2 separate regions of the Mus musculus genome follow, and region 1 is linked to region 2. The links are chromatin contacts, called in public HiChIP or PLAC-seq maps. All regions are on one chromosome and are shown on one strand. The core of a region is the stretch at or near the end of the contact, and the rest is flanking DNA. Distances in the headings are between cores, read along the strand shown.

Region 1 (5,253 bases), core at 1,617-4,116, 390 kb after region 2:
CCTCCAGTGCCACTGTACAGACACTGGACCTACAGGGGTCTGAGAAACTGCATCTTGAAATGGAGATTTAGATGACTTGCTGTGATGTCTGGTGGTAGAATTAGCAAATTGTGCCTGAGACTATGCTAAAATGTTAAGTCCCGTTTAGGGCCAGGCCATAGCTGAGAAGTGTCCAGGGGTGCGTTCTGGAGAGTTAGCTATATATGTCCAACTCTAGAGGCTGGGCAGTTCCAGTCACCAGGCAGTGAACCCTCAGGTAAGAGTTGACTTATGAAGTCTTTGTGACCTGGGGAAGGGTGGCTGAAGGGAGTAGACCCTGCCTCTTGGCTTTCATACGACACGGTTTGAGCAGACAGTGGGCATGGCATGCTTTGATTTTTTGGATGTCTCTTGACTTTAGTTCAGGAGTTCGGATGAGTAGGCCTTCATTGAGGACCATCCCAGGTCCTTGTAAAAATGCCAGGCATTTTGTTTGTTTGTTTGTTTGTTCATTTGTTTGTTTTATTTTGTTTTTCAAGACAGTGTAGACTGGGTAGCCCTGACTCTACTGGAATTTTTTGTGTAACCCAGGCTGGCCTCAGACTCACAGGTCCACCTGCCTCTGCCTCCTCATTGCCGGGATTAAAACTGGGTGCCACCATGATGATGTAATCTTGGCCCTTGGAGAGGTAGAGACAGACCAATCTCTGGGACTCCGTGGCCAGTCAGCCTAGCCTAAGCGTTAAGTCTCAGGTCCATGAGAGACCCTGCCTCAAAACAAGAAGGTTGATGGTCACTAATGAACAATTGGAGGCTAAGATATTGTCTCAATTCAGGGCTTAATAATAAATCCTGTGTCAAAAGAAAAAGGGGGCTGGAGAAATGGTTCCACCATTAAGACCTCTTCCTGCTCTTGCTCTCAAGAGACCTGAGGCTTGGCTCCTAGCACCCATGTCATGTGGCTCTAACCCCTGTGACTCCAGCTCCAAGAGGGTCATTGCTTCCGGCCTGATACTGCAGCCATGCACACAGCCTCAGGCACACATGAACAGTATTAAAAATAATGAAGTTATTTTTTTAAAAGATTAATTTATTACGTATAGTGTTCTGCCTGCGTGTATGCCTGCAGGCCAGAAGAGGACATCAGAGTGAGCCACCATGTGGGTGCTGGGAATTGAACTCAGGACCTCTGGAAGAGCAGCCAGTGTAATCTCTGAGTTCTCTCTCTAGCTTCCTGAAGTAAAAAAAATTAATAATAATAATTTAAGGAAGAATTTAGGCCGGGCGTGGTGGCGCACGCCTTTAATCCCAGCAATTTGGAGGCAGAGGCAGGCGGATTTCTGAGTTCAAGGCCAGCCTGGCCTACAAAGTGAGTTCCAGGACAGCCAGGACTATACAGAGAAACCCTGTCTCGAAAAAACCAAAAAAAAAAAAAAAAAAAAAAAAAGAAAGAAAGAAAGAAAGAATTTAGGGGGCTGGAGAGATGGCTCAGCGGTTAAGAGCACTGACTGCTCTTCTGAAGGTCCTGAGTTCAATTCCCAGCAACCACATGGTGGCTCACAACCATCTGTAATGGGGTCTGACACCTTCTGGGGTATCTTTCAAAAAAAAATAATTTAGAATAATTTAGAAGTTGTAAAGAGAAGCTGGATTTGTGTCTTGGTCACATAGGGAGGGCGATGCTGGAGTTTGTTAGTGTCCTCAGCAGTTGGGAGAGCAGCATGTCAGGAAGGCGAGCCATGGCCTGTGGCTTGCAGGGCTCCTACCCCAGCAGTGAGGCCTGGGAAGCCATCGGTGGCCTGCTGCAGCCCCTGTTCTCTTTCCTAGGCCCGGCTGTGGGAGAAGCGCTGCAGCATGTGATCCCCACCCTCAGGGCCTGTCTCCAGCCCTCCACAGACCCACACATGCGCCTGAAGCTCTTCTCTATCCTGTCCATGATGCTGCTGAGGCCTAAGGACACTGTCGATTCTCAGGGGTAGGTCGACCCTCAGGTCTGTGTACAGCCCACGTATGTGTTGGATGGGTCTTCCCACGACCCCCTGGGCAGGGCCCCCAAGGTCTAAAGTCCGGGCTTCTTGGTGGTCTGTATCTCTAGAATCCACCCCACTAGGTAAACAGTGATCTTGGTGAGTATACCACAGAGACACAGACAGTAAATCAAAGTCACTTTAGAGGAGTCATTAAAATTCCATCGAGTGAGAAAGTTTTAGGGCGCATTAACTATTAATGGCTTCTGTTTCGGCTGTTCTGTTTTAAAAGGCTTTTGGCACCTTTCAGACCTAACAGACCTGACTAAATTAGCATTGATGGTGAAGGCTTAAGGGTAGTCTGTTATCTCAGAAAAGCTCAGGGGCAGCTCTGCAACCTAAGAGCCTCAGATTTTATGGCTTTGAAGTAAAGGGAAAGTGGAACAAAGAGCTTAGGAAAGAACAGGCTCTCAGGGGAGGAGGGAAGCAAGCCAAGACACACACACACACACACACACACACACACAGCAGCTCATCCTGGAGAGGAGGGTAGAGCGAGGACACACACACACACACACACACACAGCAGCTCATCCTGGAGAGGAGGGTAGAGCGAGGAGACACGCACACACACACACACACACACACACACACACACACACACACCCCTCCCTCTCCTTGGTTCATTGAACAGACTAAGATTCAAATCACTCTGGGACCTTCCAATCCTGACCCTTGGCATCCTGGGTCTTGCAGATGGAGACCTGAGAACTTAAGCCCTGTGCGAGCTCCTGGGATGCCACCTCCCCCCACCTCACCCCATCCCCCACCCCCAAAATCAAAAAACCTGTCACTGTGAAGTGTGGTAAGCAAACTATAAAGTTCCCTATGAGTTTCTCATTCTAACCTTTCTCCTTCGAGTGCACTCTTAATGTGGGGCTGACTGCCAGCCTCTCACACGCTGCAGGAAATTCTGTTTCCTGCGATCTAAAAAACCTCAGGGCTGAAAAGGGACCATAAAAAGGTATTAATGAGCGTCTTGGCAACAGGCCTTCGGGCAGGCGTGTACACAGGAGTGGAGTGAGAGAATGGCTGAGCTGCCACCAGACTGTAGCCTTTTCTACACACCCAGTATGCTGAGGAACACTGCCACCCCTGACCCACAAACACAGCTGCCAGGTTTGGGCCAGGTTCCCAGTGACACACTTCAGACCTCTCCAGGGATCAGGTCAGTCTAGAGAATCCAATTATGCAGATGACTTACTGAGTGAGAGATTGCTACTGTTTGGGTAGGGACAGTTTGAAAATAGCATTGTCTTAGTGTTCTATTGCCATGACGGAACACCATAATCAAAAGAGATTTAAGGAGTTTATTTCACTTGTACACGGTCCACTGAGAGAAGTCAGGACAGAAAGCTGGAGCTAATGTAGATGCCACTGAAGAGGGCTGCCTACTAACTACTTATTGGCTTGCTCTGCCTGCTGTTTTATAGCACAGGAGCCCTGTGGTAGCACCACCCACAATGGGCAGGTTCCTCCCATCTCAACCACTAATTAAGAAAATGCCCTGCAGGCTTGCCTACAGCTAGATCTTAGAGAGGCAGTTTTTCAGTCGTGGTCCCCTTAGAATTAGTCTCTCAGCTGAGTCTAGTTTGTGTCAAGTTAACATAAAACTAGTCAGTACAAAATATTATTTGGTTTTGATTTATAATCACAGAATGGTAGAATGAAAGGTTGGTTGTCCAGTCAAGACTCAGTCTAAGGATGTCATCTCTGGCAGGGAGTCAGGATTCTTAGAGAAGGCTCTCTCAGCAAGCCAGAGTGGTAGCACCACCACATCCACCTACCACACAACCGGAGACTCCCACTCCCCACCCCTTCCTTGCACTCTTGCCTGAGCTATGGAGATGCCTGTGAGAGAGTTGGAGGGGACTACAGAAAGCTCTACCGAAGCCACTGCCTTTGCAGGGGGCCTTTGCTTCAGTGCTTGTGGTAGCCTTGAAGTAAAATTTGGTGTAAATTCTGGACTGGAGCCCAGTGAGTAAAGGCATTTGCTTCCAGACCTGACTACCTGAGTTCAGGCCTCAGGGCCCACATGGTAGAAGGAAACCAACTCCTGCAAGTTGTCCTCTGACTTCCGTGTGTGCACTGTGGACGTGTAGTACACGAGTGCAATAGATAAATGAAATGTAATGCAAAGTTAAGAAACAAGATCGGGGCCTACGGCCTAGGAATGTGGCTTAGCTGGTAGAGTGTTTCTCTAGCTCACAGGAAGCCTTGTATTCCTTCTCCAACACTGCATAAACTCAGAGTGGTGGTGTACGCCTGCAATCCCAGCACTCAGAGTGGTGGTGTACGCCTGCAATCCCAGCACTCAGAGAGGTGGTGTACGCCTGCAACCCCAGCACTCAGAGAGGTGGTGTACGCCTGCAATCCCAGCACTCAGAGTGGTGGTGTACGCCTGCAATCCCAGCACTCAGAGAGGTGGTGTACGCCTGCAACCCCAGCACTCAGAGAGGTGGTGTACGCCTGTAATCCCAGCACTGAGTGGTGGTGTACGCCTGCAATCCCAGCACTCAGAGTGGTGGTGTACGCCTGTAATCCCAGCACTCAGGAAGTGGAAGCAGGGGATCAGGTATTCCAGGCTAGCCTAGACTATATAACAAGACCTTGTCTCAAAAACCAAACAGACAGACAAACAGACAAACATGAGCTGGATGTGTGGCTCAGTTGGAAGAAGGCTTGCCCAGCATTCTCCAGCTTTGTACAAAATGGGTGTGGAGGAACATGCCTGTAGTTTCTGCACTCAGGCAGGAGAATAAGACATTTAAGATCATCATCTTCAGCTATATAGGAGATTTGAGTCCAGCCTGGGCTATATGAGATCCCATCTTTTTAAGTTAAAAATGAAAGTAGGTTATAGACCAGCAGTGGTGGGGAGAGAAGTCATGAGCAACTGGCAGACTGTCTGCTCTCTGAAGGGTGAAGCCCTGAGCAGTTTGTTAGAGAGGGCATGACAGACAGTTCCCCTTCAGGTAGCCTCACATTAGCAAGACCTGCTGGACATCTTCTGTATGAGAGTTCTTGTTAATAAAAGAAGATGTTTTGTGTGTGTGCAGGTACCTGAAGAGGCTCTTAGAGGACATTGCATGGCCCTGGAGCTGTAGTCACGGGGTTGTGAACCAAACACGGGTCCTCTAGAAGAGCGAGCTGCAAGTGCTCTTGAGCACCAGGCCGTCTCAGCCCCGTGTTACTTCTTTTTTGGTTTTGTTGGTTTTTTGAGACATGGTTTCTCTGGTAGCCCTGG
Region 2 (5,788 bases), core at 1,811-4,310:
GGAAGGATAGATTTTACTTACTCTGTAAAATCTTACCTACCTGACCTAGAACTTCCTATGTAAGCCAGGAACTTATGACCATCCTTTCCCGGTGCCTCCTGAGTGTTGGGTTACAGGGGTGTACCATCATGCCTGGCTGGCTACTAATTTATTTTCACTTTCTCCTGTGAACTTAAAACCTTGCTTATTCCCCCTACAGAAAGCACAGTCAGGCTGCCCATGCTAAACCTGTTGGGTGAGCATGATACATCCCACTCGCTGAGATGGCTATGTTGCTCCTTGGGTGGCAGCTTGCCCAACCAGAGTGAGGCCATCTGGATGGGCATAACCTATAAGGAGCTGTTGGTGGCCAACCTGGGCCATGGGTTCCCAGCCTACTTAAAGACCCCTCCTGTTCCAGGAAGCACACATCCTGGTGGCTGTATTCCTCCCCTAGGCCAGACAGTTCCTTGTTCTGGGTACCCAGCCAAGTGAGTGTCTGATAACATCTTTCCCTCCTGAAAGTGAAGGCCCACCCTTGCACCTGCCTGCCATACCTGGTTGCCCTTGGGACTTGTGGGACTGGGTTCACTAATTCTGTCCTCTGCTTGGGGCACAGCGGATCTAGTACTTTTCCAAAGCATCACCCTGAAGTTGGCCAGCAGTAGATATTCGGTCTTCCCTGTGCAAAGGAAGCCAATGTCTACCACCCAGAGGTAAGAGTGTCCAGGGAAGCTAGGTGGCTGAAGGGACATGCAGGGCTCATAGCAACACTGGCTTCAGAGAGATCTCTGTGTGTCTTTTCAGTAGCCTGGGCTTGTCCCTGGCAGCATATGGCTCTGGAACCTGGCTGCCCACTGGGAACTCTGCTAGGTGCCAGGCAGAAGGCTATGTTCCGGACAGTGGAGTGATTGAAACTTTTTAAGTGTCCCCTAAGGGAAGGGGATACTTTCTCACTTCCTAGCTGATCTCAATACAGACCTGCCTGACAACAGTAGCCCCACAGGGATCTACCTTGTCAGAATCTTCCAGAATGTCTAGCTTTCCCCATTCTTGCCTCTCCTGAGCCCACATCCACCGGGAAGCTGCCCTACTGACCTCCAGAACCTGGGTTAGTTCCACCCTGAGGCCTCATCTCCATGGACCAGCGACTGCCTTAGAAGGGTGGGAAACAGTTTCCAGAAACAACATGCTATGGAAGATTCCAGAGTCTGAGTAGTCTGCCACAGGGCCCAGAAGCCCCCTGAAGGTCCCAGGCTAGGGCTGACACTGGGCAACAGGGAGTAGAGTCTGGAGGCCGTTAGGGCTGAGTGTAACCTCAGCATAGCAGAGCCCAGTGTAATTGGTCTTGCTTCCCATGTGCAGGCCAGCAGTGCACATAGTGTCTAGCATAAGGTACCATGGTAACAGTATTGTATTGTGGAGTTCTTTGTTGTTTTGTTTTGTTTGTCTTGTTTGTTTTTTTTTGTTTTGTTTTGCTTTGTTTTGTTTTGAGACAGGGTCATCTTAAGTTGCCTAGGCTGATTTTGAACTCACTCTGTAGAAACTGGGTTTTAATCGCTGATCCTCTCGCTTCCCCAGTGCTGGACTAATAGGCATGGGCCACCACAAAGAGCCACCACCTAGCCTCAAGGACAGGACTGATGGATTGATGGGGATCCCTGTATCCAAGTGACATGTATGGGGGCAGCTGGAAGCCGATCTGTTGGGTGACAGCTCCAGAATTGTCACTTGAAAAATTGAGAGGGCAAGAGGACAGTTTTCCTCCTAGACTGCAAGGATCCTGTCGTTAAAAATACAACTTACACAGGGCTGAGGACATGGCTCAGTTGGTAGCGTGTTTTTCTAGCATACATGAGGTCCTGGGTTCTGTGTCTTGGCCCGTTTTGGTTGCCTCATGTGCATGCTAATCAGACATTTCGTGTGACTTGCATCGAGTATCCAAAGTCTTGGGTCTTCGTGCAGCTGCCATGGGGACTCAAGCATGTCAGTGGACAGCTCATCCCTAGAGTCTGGTAGAAGGTTGGGGATGGCAGAGGTTCCAACCCTCAGCAAGGTCCTGATCCCATAGAGCCCTGTCCACCAGAGGCTCATGGGTTATACTCTGTGCTGTTGGGAGATTATGAACATTCTTCCCCGGGGGTGCTGGGTACAGTCAAGTCATACTCATTATGGATGATGGGGGGCCAGCCTGCAGGATCCAGAGCCTCAGTGGGATGCCCACTGCAATAGCCCTGGCTTTGGTTGAATGAAATCATAGAAACTTGCTAAAATGCAGCTTCTTGGGCCCAGCACTCAGACTCTGGCCCAGCAGGTGTGAAGTATGTGGTACCTGGAGTCTGGAATGAACTGCCTCCAGGTGGAGTGCAGTGAGAGCCAGAGAATGGTTAGTGGCCTGGGGAAAGGAGCCCCGTCTTGGGGGACATCTGAGGACCCTTCCTCCCTTTACCTCACCTTCACTCTGGGCTCTTCTTATATTTCTCTATTATTGTGCAGCAAGGGAAAATGAGGCCTGAGGGGCAAATGCAGTTCCTGCCCCTCCCCAGGGGCAAGGTTCCATAAGGCAGAGTCTTGAGTCTCTCTGGAAGGGAAGAAAGAACAGAACACCAGGAGCCCCAGGTCAGATCAAACGTGAAGTGCCCAAGAGGCATTTAGAACAAGAGAGGTACACCTCTGAATAGAACACACTTGCCACTTCTGTGAACCCTTGGGCTATTCCAGGAAAGAAGGTACCTAGGAGGCAGGGACACCTGCAGGCTGTGATGTGGGGGTGGGGTAATTGCCGAGGGTCTGGGACATCAGCCAGCTTCCGTGGAAGGTAGAAGGCGGGTGTCTGAACCCAGGGATGCGGAACCAGGAATCAGGTCAGGCCAGAGGCTCTTTCAGGGAGCCACAGGACTCTAAGCCACTTGGATCTGAGAAATGTCACCTCCTCAAAGAAGCAGCTGGAGGGAGGGAGAGAGGGAGGGAGGGAGAGAGAGAGGGTCAGATTGTGAGCAGGAAGGCTGGTCCCTGCTCAGCACCAGGATGAATGCTGCCTGATTGTCCTCGGGTCAGTGTGTGGAGGTGACCGCAGGGTGATGCCCAGCTGCCCACTTGCTTTGTGCTCTGACAGCAGTTCTGAGGCGAGCCTTGGCTGTGCTCGGGATCCTGAGGAGGGAACACCCCCATCCCTATGCTTCCACCAGAGCCTGGCTAACAATGCCCTCCAGTGTCACACTGCCAAGTGCTCCTGGGGAGGGAACCCCCACCCCCTGCTCTGACTTTACCCGCCGGGATAAGACCTGCAGGTGAGTCAGCCAAGTCAGGCTTTCCAGAAGGGGAAGGCACGGCACTGGCAAAAGCCAACTGTGGGGCATCACAGCTGCCCTCCTGGGACATCCAGCAGGTAGGAGGGAAGAGGGCTTACTTAATTAAGTCAGCAAAAGTGGCCATGCAAGTTTTCTTTCCTTTTCTTTTTTTTTTTTAATTTTAATTTTAATTTTAAGACAAGATCTCAAGTAACCCAGAATGACCTTGAACCTCTGTTCCTCCAGCCTCCACCCCCGAAAGTACTAGGATCACAGGTGCTTACCGTCACACCTGGTTTATGTGGTACTGGGGATAGAACCCAGGACCTTATGCACGCTAGACAGACACTTTACCAACTGAGCCATGTCCTCAGCCCCGCACAAGCTGTATTTTACCTACAGAGCCCATGCAGTCCAGAGGAAAGTTGCTGATAGATTCCCCAGCTTTGAGGCTTTTCAGGTAGGTGGGAGGTAGTCACAGGCTGCCTTTTCAAGTCCCCTCTGCACAGCTGAACCTAGAAAACATCAGAGGAGTTTGTCTTAACTCCTGCTCTCTAAAGTCCCCCCATCAGCCTATTCCGTAGGGTGTCTGTGTGTCACACACATGTGCACATTGTTAATATACATGGAGTTCCTCTGTGTGTGTGTGTGTGTGTGTGTGTGTGTGTGTGTGTATGTATGACTGTATGCATGTGTCAGCATATGCACGCTTGTTGTGGGTGGTCAGAACTTAACCATCTCAGCCCTGCATGGACCCTCAGCAGCCACTGTGTGGTAGATATCCATTCAACAAGCTTATCAGTCTGTCGACACCCCCACTCTGGGAGAGAGGAGGCTGGGAACATAGCTCAGCCATTAAACTGCTTGCCTAGGCATGGACCTCAGAGAACACTGAGCACAGGCCCCGTACAGTTAGTTACAGTAGGCGGCTGAGACCAGGGAGGGCTGAGACAGATTCTTTCATCTTTCACTATAGGACATTGGGGTGCATATGTGTAACTTTAGCATAGGAAGTCTGAGACAGACAGATTCCAGGAGCTTTCTGGCCAGCCAGCCGGGCCAATTTTGTGAGTTCCAGGCCAATGAAAGACCTGAAAGGAAAAAAAAAAAAGAAAAGAAAAGGTGGATAAGGCTGTCCTGGTGGCATAAACTTCTACTCCCAGCATTTAGGAAGCAGACTCAGGCAGGTTTCTGTGAGTTTGAAGCCAGCCTGGTCTACATAGTGAGCCCCAGGACAGCCAGGACTACATGAGAATCTGTCTGAGAAAACAAACAATAACAAAAGACAAACAGATGGGATGCTCCCGAAAAACAACACTCGGGGTTTTCCTCTAGCTTTCACATGCACCCGTGTACAGCCACTGCCATTCCTAGTCATCAGCCCGTCAAAGTGAGTGGCCATTGAGCCATGGGCCCCTATTACCCCTCACAACGCACGCGAGCACACACACACACACACACACACATACACACACACGCGCGCATATGCACAGGCATGCACACACGCCTTCCCACACTGGCTTCTGGAAGACTAAGGAGGAAACGTTTGATCAAGTCAGGAAACTATCAGAGATAGTTGGCCACTGCCCACCACCTGAACCCCACCCAGGCCACTTGTGCATACCTTGTACATAAATCTAATCACTCAGCAATGTAGGGGGCATCAGCCTCACCTGCCAGTGTGACTGAGGACTGGGAGGGCCCAGCAACCTCAGCTGTGTCTCTGCAAGGAAGAATCTAAAGCTGGAAGGTGTGTGGGACTCCATTGTGGGAGCATCCAGGCCTAGGAGGCCCGAAAGTGCCCACTGATCAGGGCTGAGCCCCAGGACCACATCCTGGGAGGAGTTCTCGCTTGAATGTATGGCCCAGGGTGGAAGCAGGGAGCCGGGGAGGGTCCAGATTTCATGCTAACATTGCTTCAGACAAGACTTTGGGCAATGGCAGGCTAACAATTCCACATCAAGGTCAAATTACGTCAGCAGAGGGAACTTTGATTCTTGTGGAGTGACGGTGACCTTTCATAGCTACCTGGCTTCCGTATCTTTGGCTGGCAAGGAGACGGGGAAGGTCAAATGCCAGTCCTTCCAGGGTTGTCTCCTGCTCACTGTGGGAGGCAGGGGTGTTAGTGCCTAGAGAGGATGGGCGTGTGCGCGTGTGCACACATGCACACCACACACACACACACACACACACACACACACACACACACACACACACAGAGGCATGGTGCCAAGACCCAAGCTGAACAGCCTGTGAGTCCGGGATGGGTGCATGAGAGTCCCTGGCTAGCATTAAATGACCTTTGAACTTCCTGACTGAGAAAGGGCCCTGTGGGGACCTGAGGGTTCCCCTGTCCATTCAGCAAGCTCCCTGCTCTTCTCAGCTGCTCTCCCAGGGTCCTGAGAGCTCAGGGGTCATGCCCTTTGATATAGAAAGTGTCTTAAGTTGAGAGGCTTGCTCCTCTCAAGGGCTCTAAAGCTTCCCTGGTGCAGCAGAAGGCTTTCTGTGGTTGTGGATGT

What was found. HiChIP or PLAC-seq counts read pairs in DNA pulled down with a chosen protein or histone mark.
Region 1: an H3K27ac HiChIP or PLAC-seq map of stem cell-derived neural progenitor cells shows a contact between it and region 2, with 5 times the contacts expected there. The contact joins two enhancer-like sites. A contact is called at or near these places in 1 of 15 datasets of contacts at CTCF or cohesin (the NIH/3T3 cell line), 1 of 484 Hi-C or Micro-C datasets (bone marrow-derived macrophages), 4 of 115 datasets of contacts at active chromatin or transcription factors (differentiating embryonic stem cells, embryonic basal ganglia, embryonic stem cells and 1 more) and 1 of 9 other capture datasets (adipose tissue).

Annotation. Positions count from the first base shown.
Region 1 is chr5:139,172,320-139,177,572 of GRCm38.p6, forward strand. It overlaps Dnaaf5 (dynein, axonemal assembly factor 5), which reads left to right. Exons shown (of 13, transcript NM_001081265.2): 9 at 1,807-1,954. Among named protein-coding and RNA genes, the nearest start is that of Dnaaf5, 25 kb to the left of the region's middle. Within about 2 kb of position 2,867, at least 89 of the 459 cell types and tissues checked have an H3K27ac peak or open chromatin away from gene starts, as enhancers often do. A contact at or near this core is called in stem cell-derived neural progenitor cells, where this site is marked.
Region 2 is chr5:138,785,906-138,791,693 of GRCm38.p6, forward strand. The region is part of intron 3 of Fam20c (family with sequence similarity 20, member C); the gene reads left to right. Among named protein-coding and RNA genes, the nearest start is that of Gm5294, 31 kb to the right of the region's middle. Within about 2 kb of position 3,061, at least 34 of the 459 cell types and tissues checked have an H3K27ac peak or open chromatin away from gene starts, as enhancers often do. A contact at or near this core is called in stem cell-derived neural progenitor cells, where this site is marked.